Linked DNA regions of Mus musculus: region 1 is linked to region 2. A link is a contact called in public HiChIP or PLAC-seq data. All regions are on one chromosome and are shown on one strand. Each heading gives the region's core, a stretch centred on a gene start, on an enhancer-like site or on the middle of the called end of the contact. The rest is flanking DNA. Distances are from core to core; before and after follow the strand shown.

The links. HiChIP or PLAC-seq counts read pairs in DNA pulled down with a chosen protein or histone mark.
Region 1: a contact with region 2 is called in a BATF HiChIP or PLAC-seq map of CD8 T cells, with 5 read pairs. The contact joins two enhancer-like sites. A contact is called at or near these places in 2 of 484 Hi-C or Micro-C datasets (the N1E-115 cell line and embryonic fibroblasts) and 2 of 115 datasets of contacts at active chromatin or transcription factors (CD8 T cells and cardiomyocytes).

Annotation. Positions count from the first base shown.
Region 1 is chr3:51,904,677-51,907,965 of GRCm38.p6, forward strand. All of the region lies in intron 1 of Maml3 (mastermind like transcriptional coactivator 3), which reads right to left. Among named protein-coding and RNA genes, the nearest start is that of Gm46803, 200 kb to the left of the region's middle. RefSeq lists an enhancer at 2,895-3,289. Within about 2 kb of position 1,400, at least 49 of the 459 cell types and tissues checked have an H3K27ac peak or open chromatin away from gene starts, as enhancers often do. A contact at or near this core is called in CD8 T cells, where this site is marked.
Region 2 is chr3:51,758,164-51,761,510 of GRCm38.p6, forward strand. All of the region lies in intron 2 of Maml3 (mastermind like transcriptional coactivator 3), which reads right to left. Among named protein-coding and RNA genes, the nearest start is that of Gm46803, 52 kb to the left of the region's middle. Within about 2 kb of position 1,513, at least 20 of the 459 cell types and tissues checked have an H3K27ac peak or open chromatin away from gene starts, as enhancers often do. A contact at or near this core is called in CD8 T cells, where this site is marked.

The DNA of each region.
Region 1 (3,289 bases), core at 150-2,649, 150 kb after region 2:
GGGTTCTGAGCTTCTCCGGATGGCAACATACATGAATTCACATCCCTAGCATATCGTGTAATCACAGAGCTACATGTTGCCCTGGCAATGAGGGCTTTCCAGACACAGTGATATGTTCTGAAGTGACAATGGTAAACATATAGAGCCGTTCTCAATTTTTGGGTAGGGGATCTGGCAGGAAGCAAAGGTCCTGGGTCTGAGTAGCTAAAATCTGTCTTACAAGTGGTGCAAGCAATGGCTGGGTATACAACATCATTGATTTGCAGAAAAGGACACAGCTACAGTCATGATGTGATGTGTTCATGTCACACACACTCAAAACAGAGTCTACTCTGTGTTAGAAATGTTTCTGACACTAATTCAAGTCAGGCTCTCTGAATAGAATGCTCAAACAATTAGGAGATATAATGGTGTTCTAATACATACATTCACATTGGATTAGCCAGTGACATGTATACACACTTAGATTACTAACACTCTGGGTAAACAAGGGCGAAGCCAGTCTCCAATATAGAGGGATTTTCAAATACAGACATTCACATGTATTCACCATGAAATAATGTTTTTCCTTTTGCCTCAAGGGTTCCACAGTGACTCAAAAGAAAAACATAAAATGAAAGTAGATACTTCAAGTCAATACAAGACAACCTTTTCTTAAACTTTAAAAAAAATACGCTATATACATTATTGTAAAGATGATAAGACTAAACGTAATGGCCTGAACTAGCCACACTGTCTAGCCAACATATAAACATGTTTAAATAAATGTCCGCTAAATACCATAATCTCTAAGCAGCTCACTGGCTTACCAAACTGGCTGAAATCGTTCACTGGTCTCTCAATGGTGCCCTATCTGGAGTAAACAGACGTATTAATATTTTTTATTCTCAGGAGATGTCAACAACATAGTCATAAATTCCTGGATGAAAAAGACCCCTGATATCCCAGGATTGAACTCAAGTTGTCAAAACTTGTACAAGAGTCTTTACCTGCTTAGCCATCCTGCTGCCCCATCCCCTCAACCAGGATTTTTGTAGTGAATTTTGTAGATCTATTTGGCAAAGAATATATGAGTGTTCCAGTTTCCTAGTCTGCTACACACCACTCTGCTACATGGGTTGGGTGGTTTTGTTTCATCTTCCGATCATCTCCTGTGTCACTACCCCATGTCCCCTCCTCCCAGCCCTTGCTCCATTTCCTTAGCCAGGAGTAGCTTCAGCCTCACTTGAGATCCTGCCACTTGCTCGCTCCACGCGCATTCACTGCATCTTACCTGTGTGCTATGCAGGTTACACCTAAGGGTTTACTAGTTCACCTCAGGTAAAGACTAGGGTTAGAGCGGACACTCCCTCCTTCCTTGCTTCATGACTTCAAACACTGCACTCGCTGGGACTTTCCCTTGGCTATAAAAAGAATTACTAATTCAATTCAATGATAACCACAGAGACAGACAGGCTGGTAACTCGCCTGACCCGAAGAAGTCATTCAATAAACACCACCAGGCACAGTTTATTTTAGGCCAGGGTGAAAAGGGGGATGCCAGTTCTTCTGGAAGCTGTGGGGTTACCTTAGAATTCTCATACATATTTTCAAAACTCGACTTCCTCTTACTCCCCCCTGGGAACGCTGGATTTCTGAATGCCTTTGTGGGTACAAGGCTACTTATCCCCACTCGGAAGCCCACATCCTTCACACTGAGAGCACAGTGCTGGTTAGAGTCTATTTCTTTCTGCACACAGAGGGAATAACTGGGAGATGCTACTACTAAAATCGACCTGTGCCAGGTGTTAGGACACACACACACACACAACTCCAGCTTCCGGAAGGTCAGGGCAGATGGATTTTGAGTTCAAGGCCAGTTTGGGCTATACAGGAAGTTCCTGTCTAAAAACAAAAACAAACATACAAACAAACAAAAACCCTAAGTATTACTTAGGAATTGTTTCAATTCTCAGACTTTGTTATGAATGGTACTGTTGTGAAATCTATGTTAAATGTAGATCATGGGTGCTGCTGACGAATGATCTGGGGCTCACGTTTGGGTTAGTTCATTTTCCACTCGCACCATTATAAATGACAATGTTCTCCACCCCTACGATGTAGATTTGGTTTAGGGTTTCATTATGATGACTGATACTCTCCTAGTTTTCATAAAAAACATGCTGGCTTTTTAATTTTGCTTTCTATTTCTGGGTTAGCTGTACATTATTGACAACTTATGCTGTCCAGACTATGGAATTTGGCAATACATTATATTTACACCACATTTGAAAATACTTTTCAGGGAGGATGGTTTTTCTTTTCTTCTTCGATTTAGCTGCTATGTATGTACTTGACCGTGGTGTTCTCACAGAATTAAGATTTTGCAAACTGATCTACTGACCCATGAATGTGTACCCTGGTAACTTTCTGGAACAAAATCATGGAGAGTAAGAGACAGGAAGAGGTACAAATCTTTCAACAGTACTTAGTGTGTTTGTTAAATGCTCTCCTCAAGTGTCATGGCTGAATACTAGGACACCAGCTGGTAAGCAGAACTTGTTGTTCCTGTGGTGGTACTGAGGTTGGTGGTGCCCAGAGGACTCTGGAAACAAAGAGGCCAGACATCATCTGTGTATATTGCATGCATGGGCATGAATGTATGGTGTGTGTGTGTGTGTGTGTGCTTTTCGAGGGATTAATACATGCTAATTAAGCAGGGCTTTTCTGCTTTTGTACTACATATAACTGAATGAACTAACAAATATCCTTCACATTAGAAACCTTTAATGCCGAGTCAGCTGGTTTCACTGTATTCATTGTTGGTCAAGCACTAGGAGATGTGGAATCCATAACCAGCCGTGTACAGGGCCTGTTGTGAAGGCCGCTGAACACAGGGTCTGCGCTCTGCCTTTTCCAGTTCTGTGCTCTCCTGCTGACAGGCCACGGCCTGGGAATTTGTGATCACTAAAATTCTCCGATTAGTCTGCACTCAGCACTGTCCAGAGGAATCAGAGCACACATCCTACCTGTGTCACCACCACGTGACCATGCTTAAAGCCACACCCCACCCCACCCTCACACACAGACACGTTGGCCTCTACTTAAATTGCTCGCCAGAAAGATGATTTAAATCACTTTCCAACAAATACAATTTCAGTATAGTTTTTCTCACCAAAGTATGTCCCCATTGTACAAACCCTATTGTAAGTTGCAGAAAATTCAGGTTTATAGTTTTCCATTGGAAGAAACTGTATACTAAATGTGTAAACTGTACAGAAACGGGCCCCTTAGGAAGCAGAACATTTTA
Region 2 (3,347 bases), core at 263-2,762:
TTCAGACAGATTATCTTATTATCTTATCAAGTTATGAATACATTCCCCCTGTGATAGCACAAAGGAAGTTTCGCAGAGGGTCAGTGGTAGAGGGCTGTCTAGCACGCTGAGGTGCTGAGTTCAGTACACAGCACATTAATGAACAGTGTTTTATAGCAGGTCACAAGTCTCCTCTGTATACACAGTTTTTAGTTTACAGTTTCCAAGAAATCACCTTCAGTTCTAGTAAGCACTCAAGTCTGGGCTCCTGTATAGGCTAGGCAAGTCTGCTACCATTTGGCTACATACACCTACAGCTCTTTAAACTCTTAGTTTCAAAATGATAGTCAAGAGAGCTTTGTTCATAACATAGATTAACACCCTACTGGAAATTAACCATTTGGTTCTTTGGTTACAAAACACATTGTTCTAAATCCAATATTCCAGAACCCTGGGAATATTTGAAGCATTTTAGCACACCATGTTTTAGACATATGCTCCCTATTGCCCCCTTACAGAGGTAGGCTACTGTGTAGTAACCAGCTTCCTGGCATCATTGCAGTAGATAGAGGTGCTCCCTTCCAGGACAGTCTGCTGGAGACAGATGGGCCCCATCATTAGGCTCTCTGCTAGAAGGTCTCTACGACTCGGAGTATTTGGGCAGATGTATGTTATAGGGGAGAGAAACATTAATTTAGACAGTGTGATGCGTTTATTGCTGTGAATAAATCAATTCAATCCAACCAACATTTAGTGAGCCCTTGCTAAGTCTTACCTGGGCAATCTGTTGGTGGAAATAGGGACAAGGCAAATGAAGACCTTGTTTACTGTCACATGCAAAGAAATCAGGCTGTCATGCATATTGTATTAAACCCAAGAGAGACCAGAGAGACCATCTACTTTAGTTCTGCCTAGAACAAAGAGTTAATGATCTCCTTTACAGATAACATATTAAAAACAGTACACCTGAATCTGGCTTACCTGTCACCCAGCACTCAGGAGGCTGAGGCAGGAGGATTGTTGAGTCCAATACAAGCCTGGGATATATACCAAGACTTCTTAGAAACAAAACAAAACAGTATAGATAATTTTGTATCTGAGACTTAAGATGATATCTGAACACCAATTAGGTTTCAATATGTCTGAACACTAACCACGTTTCAAATATTTGAGCTAGAACTTTGATATTAATTTGTTATGTTCCTCATGAATTAATATAGCACCAGTTAGGAACATTCTACAGGAGTGTCCTTTCACAGAGATTTAAGTGAATTAACCAAGATCACACAGGCAGTCTGTTCTGCTCTGAATTATGCAGCCTCCTTTACATGTGTGATGCTTTGTAGACCCCGGCAAAGACCAACAAAACACTGTTCAGAGCAGGGATCTAAAAAGGGAGAGAAGCAGTGGCTGGGGAAACCTCCCTACAGAGGACATTTATGAAAGCTAGTCAGCCTGCATCCCTCTCCCTAGATGCTCTCAGGTTTCTTCACCTTCACCACTGACTGTGAAGTTGCCAGATGTCTGCACCTGACCCTGGGCCACGTGAACATGAGCTCCAGGATTTGAGTTCAAACAGATAAGGAGAAGAAAAGGGGCAGGAAATGACACATTTTGGTAGGCGGCATCTTGATCATCTCAGTGGCATTTCATGCTAAGAGCCTAGCAGTACCTTGAGTCTGCCTTTCCAGGCATGATGGTTCCCAGGGTTCTGGAAACGATGGCTGACTAAAAATTTACAGACAACACACACACACACACACACACACACACACACACAAAAGATTCTACCGCTGTCAAGTCATCCAAATAACATACTGACAGACACAAAGATCTAGTTGCAGATGGCCGGGTATCCCTTCTAAATCTGCTCATGTTTGATTAGCAAACTTCTCTGTGTATGCGTGGTTTGTGTGTGTAGCTGCACGCCCATGTGGAGGTGAGATGATGACCTTGGGTGTTGGTCCTCATTGGCCTGGAACTTTCTAAGTAGGTTAGAAGAAGTCGTTGGTGAGCTCCAGGGACCCACATGTCTCTAGTTCCCCAGAGCTGGGATTACAAGTATGTGCTACCATGCATAACTTAAAAAAAAAAAAGTTAAGCTTGGGCCTTGGGAGTTGAACTCAAGTCCTTACATTTCAAAGCAAACATTTTAGTAACCTAGCATCTCCCCAGCCCTCAGTTACCTAATTACCCAGGGCTGATGCTTGAATGTTCTACCTGTAGCATTGACCAGTGAGTATGAGAGCATCATTGTTGTAGTATACTGAGGATATATTACATTCCTGGTAAAAACAAAAGGACAAAACACCTTAGCTAGCCCCGTTAACACTGTCTGGAACACCTTGTCAGGAAGTGTTGTTTAAAGAGAAGGCCTTTGTAGAAGATCAATACTTGTGACCAAGACTCCCTGGCTTCACTATGACCTGAGGTAGCCCATAAATCACTATCAAAGAAAGATTACATCACACTCCCTTCATTTTAAAAGTAATTAATCTTCTGTCAAAATTTTATAATATCCCTGCTCAATACTCTTGCTCCAGTGAGACAGAACACCGCATGTCTATGGAAATAGAGGTCATTGGGCATTTTATCCAAAGCACACCACTCTGCCCACCATGTCCCGTGATGTGGAACCAAGAAGGCACACAGAATGGTGCGAAGGGTGGGGTGATAACCACTGAGCCCACAGGTTCCACGCAATCCATGGGTACCTGGTATGTCACAAGCTCCCAGAATGACTTCCGGGGAAAGGACGGTTTTGAAGCTCAGATGTCCCTTTGTGGGACAAATCTTTACTCCGGGCTGGAAGAGCACATCTGTATCTGATGCTAGCTAATGGCACTGCAACCATCTCTGCTCTTCCATGTAGCTGACCAAGATCACACCGCTTCCTAGACCAGGTCAGGTACCAAGAGGTCTGCCTTGAAGGCATATTTTGAGAGGAAGGTGAGCAACAGCAGCTAAAATCTTACAGGTGGGGGGAGGGGTAGGGCGAGATAGAGAAGAGACAGACAGACAGACAGATCATTCTTCTGCCTTAGCAATATAGTTCTCTCTAGTTAGAAAGTGGCAGAGGTTCTGTTAGGTTTCACTTGCAGAGAACTCAGAAAGGACAGGCACACTGTTGGGTGAGAAGGCACAGTTGACATGATACACGACGTAGATGGCACCTGTCAAGTATGTCAATAATACATTCTGAGCTTTGGATAAGCCTGAGAAACTGTCTAACTGGAAACTTCATTAGTAATACTAATAAAAAAAAAAATCCCAACCCAACAATAGACCCGCAGAAGGTGAGTGCCACAGGCACGTTACTGAAGAGCAAGAGCCAAGCAAGCAAGACTCAGAGGGAGCCCCTTAAAACA